2 separate regions of the Mus musculus genome follow, and region 2 is linked to region 1. A link is a contact called in public ChIA-PET data. All regions are on one chromosome and are shown on one strand. The core of a region is the stretch at or near the end of the contact, and the rest is flanking DNA. Distances in the headings are between cores, read along the strand shown. Region 1 overlaps Ergic1 (endoplasmic reticulum-golgi intermediate compartment (ERGIC) 1). Region 2 overlaps Crebrf (CREB3 regulatory factor).

Evidence for each region. ChIA-PET counts read pairs in DNA pulled down with a chosen protein or histone mark.
Region 2: an RNA polymerase II ChIA-PET map of memory CD8 T cells shows a contact between it and region 1, with 30 read pairs. The contact joins two enhancer-like sites. A contact is called at or near these places in 1 of 39 promoter capture datasets (hippocampal neurons), 1 of 115 datasets of contacts at active chromatin or transcription factors (memory CD8 T cells) and 1 of 9 other capture datasets (adipose tissue).

What each region holds. Positions count from the first base shown.
Region 1 is chr17:26,570,599-26,576,026 of GRCm38.p6, reverse strand. All of the region lies in intron 1 of Ergic1 (endoplasmic reticulum-golgi intermediate compartment (ERGIC) 1), which reads right to left. Among named protein-coding and RNA genes, the nearest start is that of 1700049J03Rik, 7.2 kb to the right of the region's middle. Within about 2 kb of position 3,571, at least 48 of the 459 cell types and tissues checked have an H3K27ac peak or open chromatin away from gene starts, as enhancers often do. A contact at or near this core is called in memory CD8 T cells, where this site is marked.
Region 2 is chr17:26,751,129-26,756,727 of GRCm38.p6, reverse strand. The region is part of intron 4 of Crebrf (CREB3 regulatory factor); the gene reads right to left. Among named protein-coding and RNA genes, the nearest start is that of Bnip1, 27 kb to the left of the region's middle. Within about 2 kb of position 4,172, at least 69 of the 459 cell types and tissues checked have an H3K27ac peak or open chromatin away from gene starts, as enhancers often do. A contact at or near this core is called in memory CD8 T cells, where this site is marked.

The DNA.
Region 1 (5,428 bases), core at 2,322-4,821:
AGCCTAGACTCCTGCCCTGTGAGCCAAGCACACCAGCTGTACCTGAGTTATCAGACCGACCATATGGAAGATTCACAGGGTCTATGCTCAAGGAACCGTGTTTTACTCAGTAACGTCCTTCCGGTGCGGTGCACAATTACCATTATTTTATTCTTAGTTGCGGTTCTTGGCTCTAATTTATGAATGAAGCTACCAGAGATGTGTATGAATAGAAAAGCAGGGCATGTGGGGGATGGTACTCTACCAGCACGCTTAGGTGTGCACTGGGGCCTCGGAGGATCACTGGGTCCTCTTAAACAGAGCCGATCCGGCGGCCCCCGGACCCCGGCCCCCGCTGCAGCTGGGACTGCATCTATGCAGGGGACTCTGCTTCTCCGCTCTGATGATGTGTAAAGTCACCTCTCATCAGTCAGAGTGTTTCAAACACTGACTTAAAAGAAACATGATTGCTCCAAAGACAAGGTGGGGCTTCAGAGAAACCCTGTCTCAGCAGGGAGGGGGGTAGGTGGGTGGGGGACAATGAAGGAAGAGAAAAGAAACATTTTAAGTAACGCATCTGTTGAGGAGTTGGCTCAAAATAATGAAGATGGCAGAAGGGAGAGGCAGATAGCGCTGACTGGAGTCATGGTGACAGAGATGACAGCATCTTTTCTCCTCTAGGGCACATGGCCAGACCTCACTTCCTTACCTTCAAGAGACAGTGGTACCCTAACCTACCTTGCAGGTTATATACTTTGAGTGAACGAACCTGGTCTCCCGGTATCCACAAAGGCAGAGCGTCGACTCTGCTTGGACTTTACGGGGAGAAAATAAGCGTGTGTGGCACGAAGACGCCAAGCTTCTTGGGTCCTTTCTGGAAGAAGCTGACAGACAGCAAAGGCAGCACCTCTGGGCGTCTGCCCTTCACCCATCCCCCCCAGCAGCCTGGTGTGCTGGTGCTTCCCATACAACAGACAGGTTATGAGCACCCAAGGGGGCCAGGCCCCATGTTAAGACATCAGAGTGCTCACTCTGTACTCACGGCAGTCCTGGTATGATTATCATTGTGCCTATACCTTTCAACGAGGTCACTGAGGCTGAGAGAGGTACAGATTCACTGTGACCTGAAGCAGATGGCTAGCCCTGTAACATCCCCGTGCCTCTGCTGAGCATGTCACCTGGGGGCTACCACCTGATTGTGTGCAAGGCTCTCAGCCAGGTCCTGCTAAGGACAGCACAAGCCTGCCACTACCACGGCCTTGGAAGCCCACTAGTAAGGAAGTGACAGGGCCTATGAGACACATGCACAGAGCTGAGGCTGTCCGAGGGCCAAGTAGTCAGGGATGGACAGTGTTGGGGGGGAATGGGGAGGAAGGCTTCCTGGAGGAGGAGGTACCTGAAGCTGGCAGCAGAGGTAGTGAGATGCTGTCCTTGGAGCCCAACACTACCTCCTAGTCCTCAGGGATAAGCTTAGAAAAACCTGTTACCCTGTCAACAGTAAGGACCAGTAAGAAGCCAGGAATAAAAGATACTGAAATTGGATTAAACAAATAAATAAACCTCCCAATGAAGAAAAAGCCCACAGACAAGACAGCTTCACAGCTGAAGTCTCTGGCCTCTGCAAAAAGAGTCAACCGATGCCAGGATATCAGCTCTTCCAAAAAGGAAGAAGGCTGGGAGGAGTTATTCCTAAGAGACCCTTTTATGAGGCTGATGTCACCCTAATGCCTGGCCAGAGGAACCACAGGAAAGTGACAAGCCAGTGTGCGTGGTGAACGCAGGGGACAGAAACCTGCCCGGCACGCACACAAGAGGTCACGAGGTGCGCACTCCAGCCCTGGTCTGCGAGGCTGGTCTGCCCTGGCAGCCGATGAGAAGCATCACACGCAGAGGGGACCCACACGATCCTGATGCATAACAAGCTTGGGGACAGCAGCTACCCTTGAGGGAGGGCAAGGTCTTTGCCATGAGAGTCATCTATGAAAACTCCACAGCTGATGGAATCTGGCAGCAGGCTGGGTGCTGCTCTCCACACCTCCACTCAGGATCAGCAGACGTGTCAGGCAAGAAAAGAAAGAGAAAGGAAGAAAAAGGCAGCCAAGGCACCTCTAACCCCGAGACTGCACAGAAATCAGAAGAAAGTCTAAGACTTGTTTGCAGCCACAAAAGACTCCAAACAGCTAGAGCAGGGATGGAGACTTCCTACTCCATGATATAAAATTATACTACAAAGCCATAGTAATGAGCTCAGAATGATTCCAACATAAAAACCAACGCACAGGCCCTGGGGGGCAGATCACACATGGTCGGCTCATCCTGGCAAGGGCATCAAGAGAACACAAGGGTTGAAGATAATCCCTTCAGTAAACGGTGCCCGGAAGCCTGCCCCTTTACATGTAAAAGGGTGAGACCATCGTATGCCTGTCCTATTCCACATGTGAAAATCATCCTGATGTGGATTAAAGAAAAACAAACCGTAAGACCTAAATGTAGAGCCAGAAACCACAAGATTTCCTGGAAGAAATCACTAGTTTGGAATATGACTTTTAGGGGGTGACGTCGGGGGGGCAGGGGATGAGGGAGGCTTGAGACACGGTTTCTCTGTGTAGCCCTGGCTGTCCTGGAACTCACTCTGTAGACCAGGCTGGCCTCAAATTCATAAAAGTCCTCCTGCCTCTGACACTTGGGTGCCAGAATTGAAGGTGTGCACCACAGCACCTGGCAGAATATGGCTTATTGAAGAGCAGCCAGATTAGGCTACAAGAGTAACAAATGAGTAATAATGTGTCACAGATAATAAACACATAGCTAAGACTACAGCGAACTCTGTATCTACACAGCAAAGGAGACAAATGAAAAAGGCGGCTGATAATCAGGGAGAAACATTTGCAAGCTGTGTATCTGATTAAAGGATTTAATACCCAAGATTTAATGAGCAGACAAGCAGGCAGATGGGTGGGCATTTGAGACACTTTTTCAAAAATGAGCAAGACGGCCAAGAACACACCGAAAAGGTGGTTGACATCAACTAACTGTCAAGGAGATGCAAACTAAAATGGTCTGTGATACCACCACACAGCCATTAGCATGGCGGCCACTGGATCCAAAACGCAACAAGTGTGGGTGGGGGAGAGTTAGGAGAATGCTTGCACACAGCTGGGTCAGGGGTGTAGACTAGCATAGCCATTATGATAAACAAGGAATCAAAAGTAGAACAACCCAGTAATCTCTCTTCTCTGCATACCCAAAGGAAATGAAATCCCAAAAGGTGCACCCTTGATTACAGCACCAGTCACTAAAGCCACAATGTGGAACAGCCACCACTGATGGAGGGACACAGAAAATGCAGCTCCCAGACACAGTGGAATATTATTCAGCCTTCAAGAGAGAGAGAGAGAGAGAGAGAGAGAGAGAGAGAGATCCCGCCTTGTGCCAGAAAGGACCTAGATGAAAGACAAACTAGGTGAAGTAAAACAAACTGCAGATGTGAAGGGAAGGAGAACCCACTACGCTCAAAGGAGAGCGGTTACCACGGTCAGGGCTGGGTGAGAAGGATGAGTCAGAAAACAGAAAGCAGACAATGTGGTGAGCACCCCTGAGAAAGACCACATGAAGACACACACGGCGTACCGTGTACAGGGCTTTGCTATACAAGGTCATAGCTGTTCTTTGCCGTGGCTATGAATTAAGATATGACAGAGATAATTTGCTTCCAGAGAGTCACGTGAAGGAAGCTGGGTGATGCCTCGAGGTGATGTTTTCTGTAAGAGCTGCCGTCTCATGCTCCTTAGAACACTTTCCAGTGCTAAATAAGACACGGTTACAGATGGTTTTGTTCTAAGCCAGGGCCTTACTCTATAGGCCATGCTGACCTCAGACCAGGAGTACTCCTCCTGACTCAGCCTTCCAAGGGCTAAGATCACATGCCCAGAGTCACCACTCCTGGGTCCCAGGTTTCTCAGGACTTAGTTCCTATACCCTTTGTTACTGGCTCTTCCCCACTCTCAGCCCTGGTAGTACGTCCCAGCCTGCAGACCTGCGATGAATGGAAGTTAGATCCTGACTGAGCCTGTGCCTCCCAACCCCCTCACCTGTGCCCTCATAGCTGCACAGCTACAAAGTAATCCAGCGGCCCACTGTTGTGGGGCCACTGCCATGTGACTCACCCAAGGTGGCCTGGCCCTGGGGTGTCACTTCCCAACAGAATGTTTATTAGCAGCTAGGTAAGAAAGACAGGACAGGTAGAGATCAGAATGCATGCCATGCGGTTCTGGTGTCCTGAGAGGGTGGCCCAGAAAGGCCTGCTCACTCTGGTTGCTTCCCCAGCCCCACAACCCAGTCTACTGGTAAGAAAGGTCAGCAGGCCTCAGGGGGGAAATATGTTGCATGGCCCCTGGAGAGCTCTTAAGACAGCCAAGGTCATGAAAGTCAAGGATTGTGCAATGGCCCTGGCCAGTGGGGACTGGAGTTGCAGCATGAAGGCACGTGGAGGCCTGCATGGGACACTGACCCTATGCCATTGTCACTTCCTGAGCTGGGATGACCCATGTGGCAATGGGCAGCGTGCACAGTGGGAACAGCGGTCAGCTCTGCCTTATCTACAACTTCTTGGAAACCTAAAGTTAGTTCAAAATTGAAAGTTCACTGAGTTTTTAAAAACAAAAACAAAAACAAAAAAACAAAACAAAAACAAAAAAACAAAAAAAACAAAACAAAAAAAACCAAGAAATAAAATGTCAGAACTAAAATCAAGTCCAAGGAGTCAGGGACAGGGGTTTGTCTGCGCCTCAGATCCCAGAACACCTGGCACACAGTAGGTCCTAGTGACCAGTGAACAGCTCCCCACACCTGGCTACTTCGGCCTCTGGAAGGCACTCTGCAAGCCCACCCGGGAAGTCCTGTCTCCTGCCCTGCGGCTCCTTAGCAGTGCTCAATGGTAACTTCCTACCCAAAGATGTCCACAGTGACAGGAAATAGTCACTCAAGCTTCACCATTGGACTACCACTGCCTCCACCCCCAGCTTCCATAGCAACAAACCATAAATACAACTGAGTAGATAACATCCAACCTCGGGGTTTCTGTGGGATCCGCCCCCCAAGAAAATAAAGTGATAACACGTCTTCCAGAATATGAGGCTGCTGAGAAAGCCAGCTCTAACGTCACACAGGCACGTTAGTCTTGGCTGCGTCACCTGCCCCTGTGCTATCTTAGCCACAGTCCTTTCTCAAGCCAGCAGGGACCAAGTTCCTCCCTGCCTCTGCACCGAGGAGACCCACGGCAAGCCTCTGGCCTAGCCCACATATAAGCTGCCCAGTGGGCACATTACGTGCCAGTGCAGCACAGCCCCAGGGAGCCTGATGGCTGGGCGCTGATGGTACTCGGAGTGGAGGAAGGGCACACCCCTCAGGAGAGAGCTGGCTAGCCTTGGCTACAACCTCCAGTGCTGCT
Region 2 (5,599 bases), core at 2,923-5,422, 180 kb before region 1:
CGTCACAGATGAACTCCACAGGGCAGTGGCGAGGGGTTGAGGAAGGTACATGCCAAGTAAAATGGCCACATCTTCCTTCTGAAACATGACTCTGGAACTATCCCTACAATGTGAGGATACCTGGTCACTAGGGAGAAAGCTCTTTGAATGTTAGAATTTTACCAACTTTTCTTCAGAGTCTCAATCAGGAGAGTATGATTCTATTTATATGAGAAGGCAGAAGAGGTACTGTGTCTCTCAGGGTTCAGGTAGGATCAGGACATAGTAGTTATAAAGGAATATGAAGGGAATTTCTGTATCTTGATTGTGACTATATTCACTTGTCAGAACTCACACACCCAAAGTACTCATACAAGGGTGCATGACAAGCAAGTCAAGTTTTGCTGTGTGAAAATTATACCTCAATAAATAGGATTTAGACTGGGCAGTGGTAGTGCACACCTTTAATCCCAGCACTTGGGAGGCGGAGGCAGGCGGAATGCTGAGTTCGAGGCCAGCCTGGTCTACAGAATGAGTTCCAGGACAGCCAGGGCTACACAGAGAAACCCTGTCTCAAAAAACAAAACAAAACAAAACAAAAAATAAATAAAGAAAAAGGATTTAAAGAAAGGAGTCTGGATTGTAACTCAGTGGTTTGGGCCACTTAGCTGGCATGTGTGAGGTTTGTACTCAAAGGGGAAAAAAAGACAAAGTCACAGAATGGTGTCTGGGCAATGGTGCAGACAAACTTTGTGCTTCATTCCTAACATTCACAGTACACTCTGTGTGGCACAACAATGTAGAGAAATGTGAAATTTCTGGCCTTCAAAGAGTGTACACAGAGAGATAATGAGGTACATGCTGTTGTATATGTTGAATGTGTTTCACTTCACCCCTGACCAAACTATGTCACAATCATTGTAGACTACCCTTCACCAAAAACAATGTAGAAATGCAGTGTGACAACGAACCCTAGGTTTTCTTTTAAAAAAAAGGGGGAGGGGGGACAAGTGCAATGGTTCTGCAGGTGAAGATACTTGCTGCCAGATTCAACAACCTGAGTTTGATGCCCAGGACCCAGACGGTGGACAGAGAACTGACTCCTACAAGTTATTCTCTGACCTCCATACATGCACTATGGCACCTACACACACACAATATACAAAGAGAGATAGATAAACGAAATAATATCTTTTAAAAATGGTGTAGAGTATATATTTTATTGTAAAGGATTTCACCTTGTTCTTGTTACTAACCTATCTTTAGAACAGAGTAAAGGGTCACATGCCACCAGCTGAGGCATTTTTAGTTGGTGCTTGCTCCACAGTAAACTAAGCAAAACATTACTGCTTACAGAGATTACACAACCCCAAACAGAAAGATGCAACCAAAAAAATCTTGTCTCCCTACCAGCACCCATAACCAGTGTTTTACACATCTTGTTCTACCCAGTCCAAAGCATAGGGACAGACTTCATTCCACTTTCTTAAGCAAGCCCCTTTCCCACCATATTTCAGTATGTTCCCTTAGCATCTACCTTTGCTAGTCTGCAGGTGGCAAGACTCGTTTATTCACTCAATGCTCATGGAACTCATTTGATGTTTCTAAGAATTGACTGCCTCAGCTGCACAGAATGACATGATGAGAGGAGCCTGGCACGAATAGCAAAACTGAGCTGGGTCAGCTCTTAGGATTCAGGGAGCCCAGCTTTGGGTCCACATTGCACTATTCTACCTAACTGGTTGAGTGGTCTAAAAGTCTTGCTCACTGTATGCCAAATTCATAGTCACAGCAATGTTTATTTCTTCATCCCACCCAAAACAGGTACTAGATTTACTTCTGTGTTCAATGCTCCCAAGGAGCATTTAGGAGCTGGCAGCTTTCTGACCCAATCTTTTCTACTAGCATGTCCTATAAATTTATTACCTTTCCGCTCCCAACTCACAGAGTGTGTCCAGCCACACACTGTTCAATATAAAGGCCATGGAACCAAGTAAAATGAAAACTGACATGCTTACTCACTGATCTAACATCCACAGCCACTCATTCTTCTCACAAAATTTGCCCAGAGGAACTCTTGTCTATAACAGAAGTCTAACCACCACCACTCAAAATGAATCTGTGGCCAAGTTAAGTTTTACAAAACCATGCTCCTCCATCCCTGGCTGGCCAAGCCACAGAGCACAGAAACATATTAACACACTCTGAAAGAGCCTGCTAGAGTGGTACACGCAGTTAATCCCAGTATTCAGGAGGCAAGAACAGGCAGATTTATTAGTTCAGGGCTAGCCTGGTCTACATAGTGAGTTCCAGGACCCAGGGCTACAGAGAGACCCTGTCTCAAAAAATAAAAATAAAAGCATGACTTTCAGAGGATCTGGGGAGGCTGCTTCATGGTGGAGTAGCTATGGCACACCACGTGGAAGGCTGAAGGCTCAATCCCCACCACTACAATGGGAGGGAAGAATGACTGAAAAATCCCAAGAGCAAATACATCTGTTCAACTCTAAATTCTGTTAAGGCAAGGATTCCATTAATTTACATATAATTAATACCTAATATATGCAATGCCTAACATAAAAGATACTAAAACATGTTTTGATAAATGATTTCTTGATTCTCTTCTTGACCCTGCTTCTCTTTTGTTGATATACTGCCATAATTATCTAACTCATTTCTTGTTGACATGATTAAATTAGGATAGGATAGGATATATAGTGTAGTTCACTATATATCCTGGCACTTGGGAAGTAGAGGTGAGAGGATCAGGAGTTCAAAGTCAACTGAAGGTATATATCAAATCTAGGCCAGCCTGAACTACAGTAGATCTCGTGCCTCAAAAAAACCAAACAATGACAACAAAAAGAAAGTAAGAATGCCATATTTACAAAACATCCAGCCACACAGCTATGGTCTGAACAGACTACAAGCAAAGTCAACTGTGAAAAACATTCATGAGAATTAAAAAATAACCTCTCATTTTTAAGGAAGTGAGTTCTTGTTCTTGAACCATGCAATCTAACAACCCGAACCAGTTGTAGCCAGTCTACAGAATAGGCTCTATTAGCACTCGGCAGTTGGTTCAGAAGAGAAACTGAAACTTGATTTTTGCACCTCTCCTGGAACTTTGCAAGATCATCAACTGCATAGCCATTTGCCAAGAAACAGAATTTCAGGAGCTGGTCATCACAAAAGGATCTTTGTAAACCACTCACTCAACCCCAGACTACTGCTCTGACAGGAGTATAACTAGCCTTATTTTATTGATTCAAAAAATGTCTTCCTATTTCTCAGCCACAATTTCCTTTTGCACCCCTCAAGTTGGTTTAAATCTTTCTTTCAAGAAAAGAAATAATTTGTATCCCCCCAAAAAATTTAAAGCCCAAATAAGTTCTACAAAATTGTGTTAATTTATGGTGCAAGTATGTCATTCACTAACATTTAGAATACTGCACAAGTAATCCTAACCCAAAGCTTCACTTCAAGTCAAGTGAAAGTGAATGAATTTAGATGGCATATTCATTCATTAAGACATTAAGCAGCATTATCACTTAGATCCAGGAAGAGCACCAGATTACACTAAATACCTTCTAATACATAAAGCCACTGCCTAGCTGCTCAAGGAGAAAACGCTATGGAAGAAAAGGAAAGAGGATATGGCTAGACAGACTTAAAAACGTGTAGTCGCTGTATAAATCAAAATTCTGAGAAGATGGAAATGGTGTCATGGAGACTGAGTTTTCTTGAATTCACCTATGTGATCTCAAAAAACTAAAAATGTAAATCAAATATGGTGGGCATCCCAGCATAATCTGTTAGAAGAATCTCTGGGTAATAAACTGGGAAAAGCTAGATGCCAGCTGTTTGAAGATGTGGATGGGAGCTACACATCCAGAGTCTAATAGTAAGGAAAACAGAAATGTATAAAGCAAAGGAGGACCTTTCTGATCTGCCCCTTACAATGGAAGTGGTGTCTAGACACAGTCTTCCATAAAGACCCTTATGGGGCAGGGCACACACCTGCTGATCCCTCAGATACTATGAATCCCAGAAAGGCCACAATCCAAGATAAGGAAGAATTTTTCCTGACCAGCAAGTTTGATCTTTGCTGGTAAGCAACTACAAGAGTGATGTGCTTTGTCTGACACAACGTTCAAAGGAGTCCAGCTTCACCTTTTGTTGAGACTTGTGGTGGTGCTAAAGGGAAGAGGAAGCCACACACTACTAAAAAGGATAAGTTGACTCTACTGAAATGAAAAGAAAAAAACCACACAAGACAAAAACAGTAACAACAAAAACTTGCCAACCCATACTCTTGTAAAACACAGGAAAAGCATTACTAGGCTGTGTGCTGAAATCTGGCAAGCAGACTAAAACTGACTAACAAAGTCTGCATCAGAACCATGAAGTATTCAACAACATGGCTAGAGACAGAGTTGGCAAAGAAACATAAAGATGTAAGTTCCAAGCAGCCTTGAACACTGGAAGAACTGTGACCTTAACTGTGAAGAACAACTTAAGAGTTTAACATGGGAACAAAACACCCATGGAAGGAGTTACAGAAACAAAGTTTGGAGCTGAGATGAAAGGATGGACCATGTAGAGACTGCCATATCCAGGGATCCACCCCATAATCAGCATCCAAACGCTGACACCATTGCATATACTAGCAAGATTTTATCGAAAGGACCCAGATGTAGCTGTCTCTTGTGAGACTATGCCGGGGCCTAGCAAACACAGAAGTGGATGCTCACAGTCAGCTAATGGATGGATCACAGGGCTCCCAATGGAGGAGCTAGAGAAAGTACCCAAGGAGCTAAAGGGATCTTCAACCCTATAGGTGGAACAACATTATGAACTAACCAGTACCCCTGAGCTCTTGACTCTAGCTGCATATGTATCAAAAGATGGCCTAGTCGGCCATCACTGGAAAGAGAGGACCATTGGACACGCAGACTTTGTGTGCCCCGGTACAGGGGAACGCCAGGGCCAAAGGGGGGGAGTGGGTGGGTAGGGGAGTGGGGGTGGGTGGGTAAGGGGGACTTTTGGTATAGCATTGGAAATGTAAATGAGCTAAATACCTAATAAAAAATGGGAAAAAAAAAAAAAAAAGAATCAAAAAAAAAAAAAAAAAAAAAAGAGTTTAACAGACATCTGGACAAGCAGGAAGGACCATTGAGAATTGAGGTTGCGAGCAGCAATCAGGGGAGACTGCATTCAGACACTATACCCCATCAAGCTCTTCCCTTTATATTTAATACCCAGTACCAATTAACCACATCAGTCTATCCTCTTCTCCCTTTACCCTTACTCCTCTGGTCCCCTTTCAATTTTCTTTTCTCCTAAGCTTATACTCTTTGCCTTCTCACATTTCATTTGATAGGTTTTCCCAAAAATTACAGGCTAGCCTGATTTGTACGGTTTACTTATCTCATCCTGCCGGGTCCTGGGAATCTTTTAGAGTATTCTGTTGCACTTCTTTCCATCCTTTTGTTTTTTCATTCTCCATTAGGCAGACTGCCTCACTGTGTCCCTATTTCGCCTTCTCTCTTTATTTTTTTCTTCCTCTATTTTTTCTTCCTCTCTTTTTCCCGATACTAACCACAAATTCTTTTTTTCC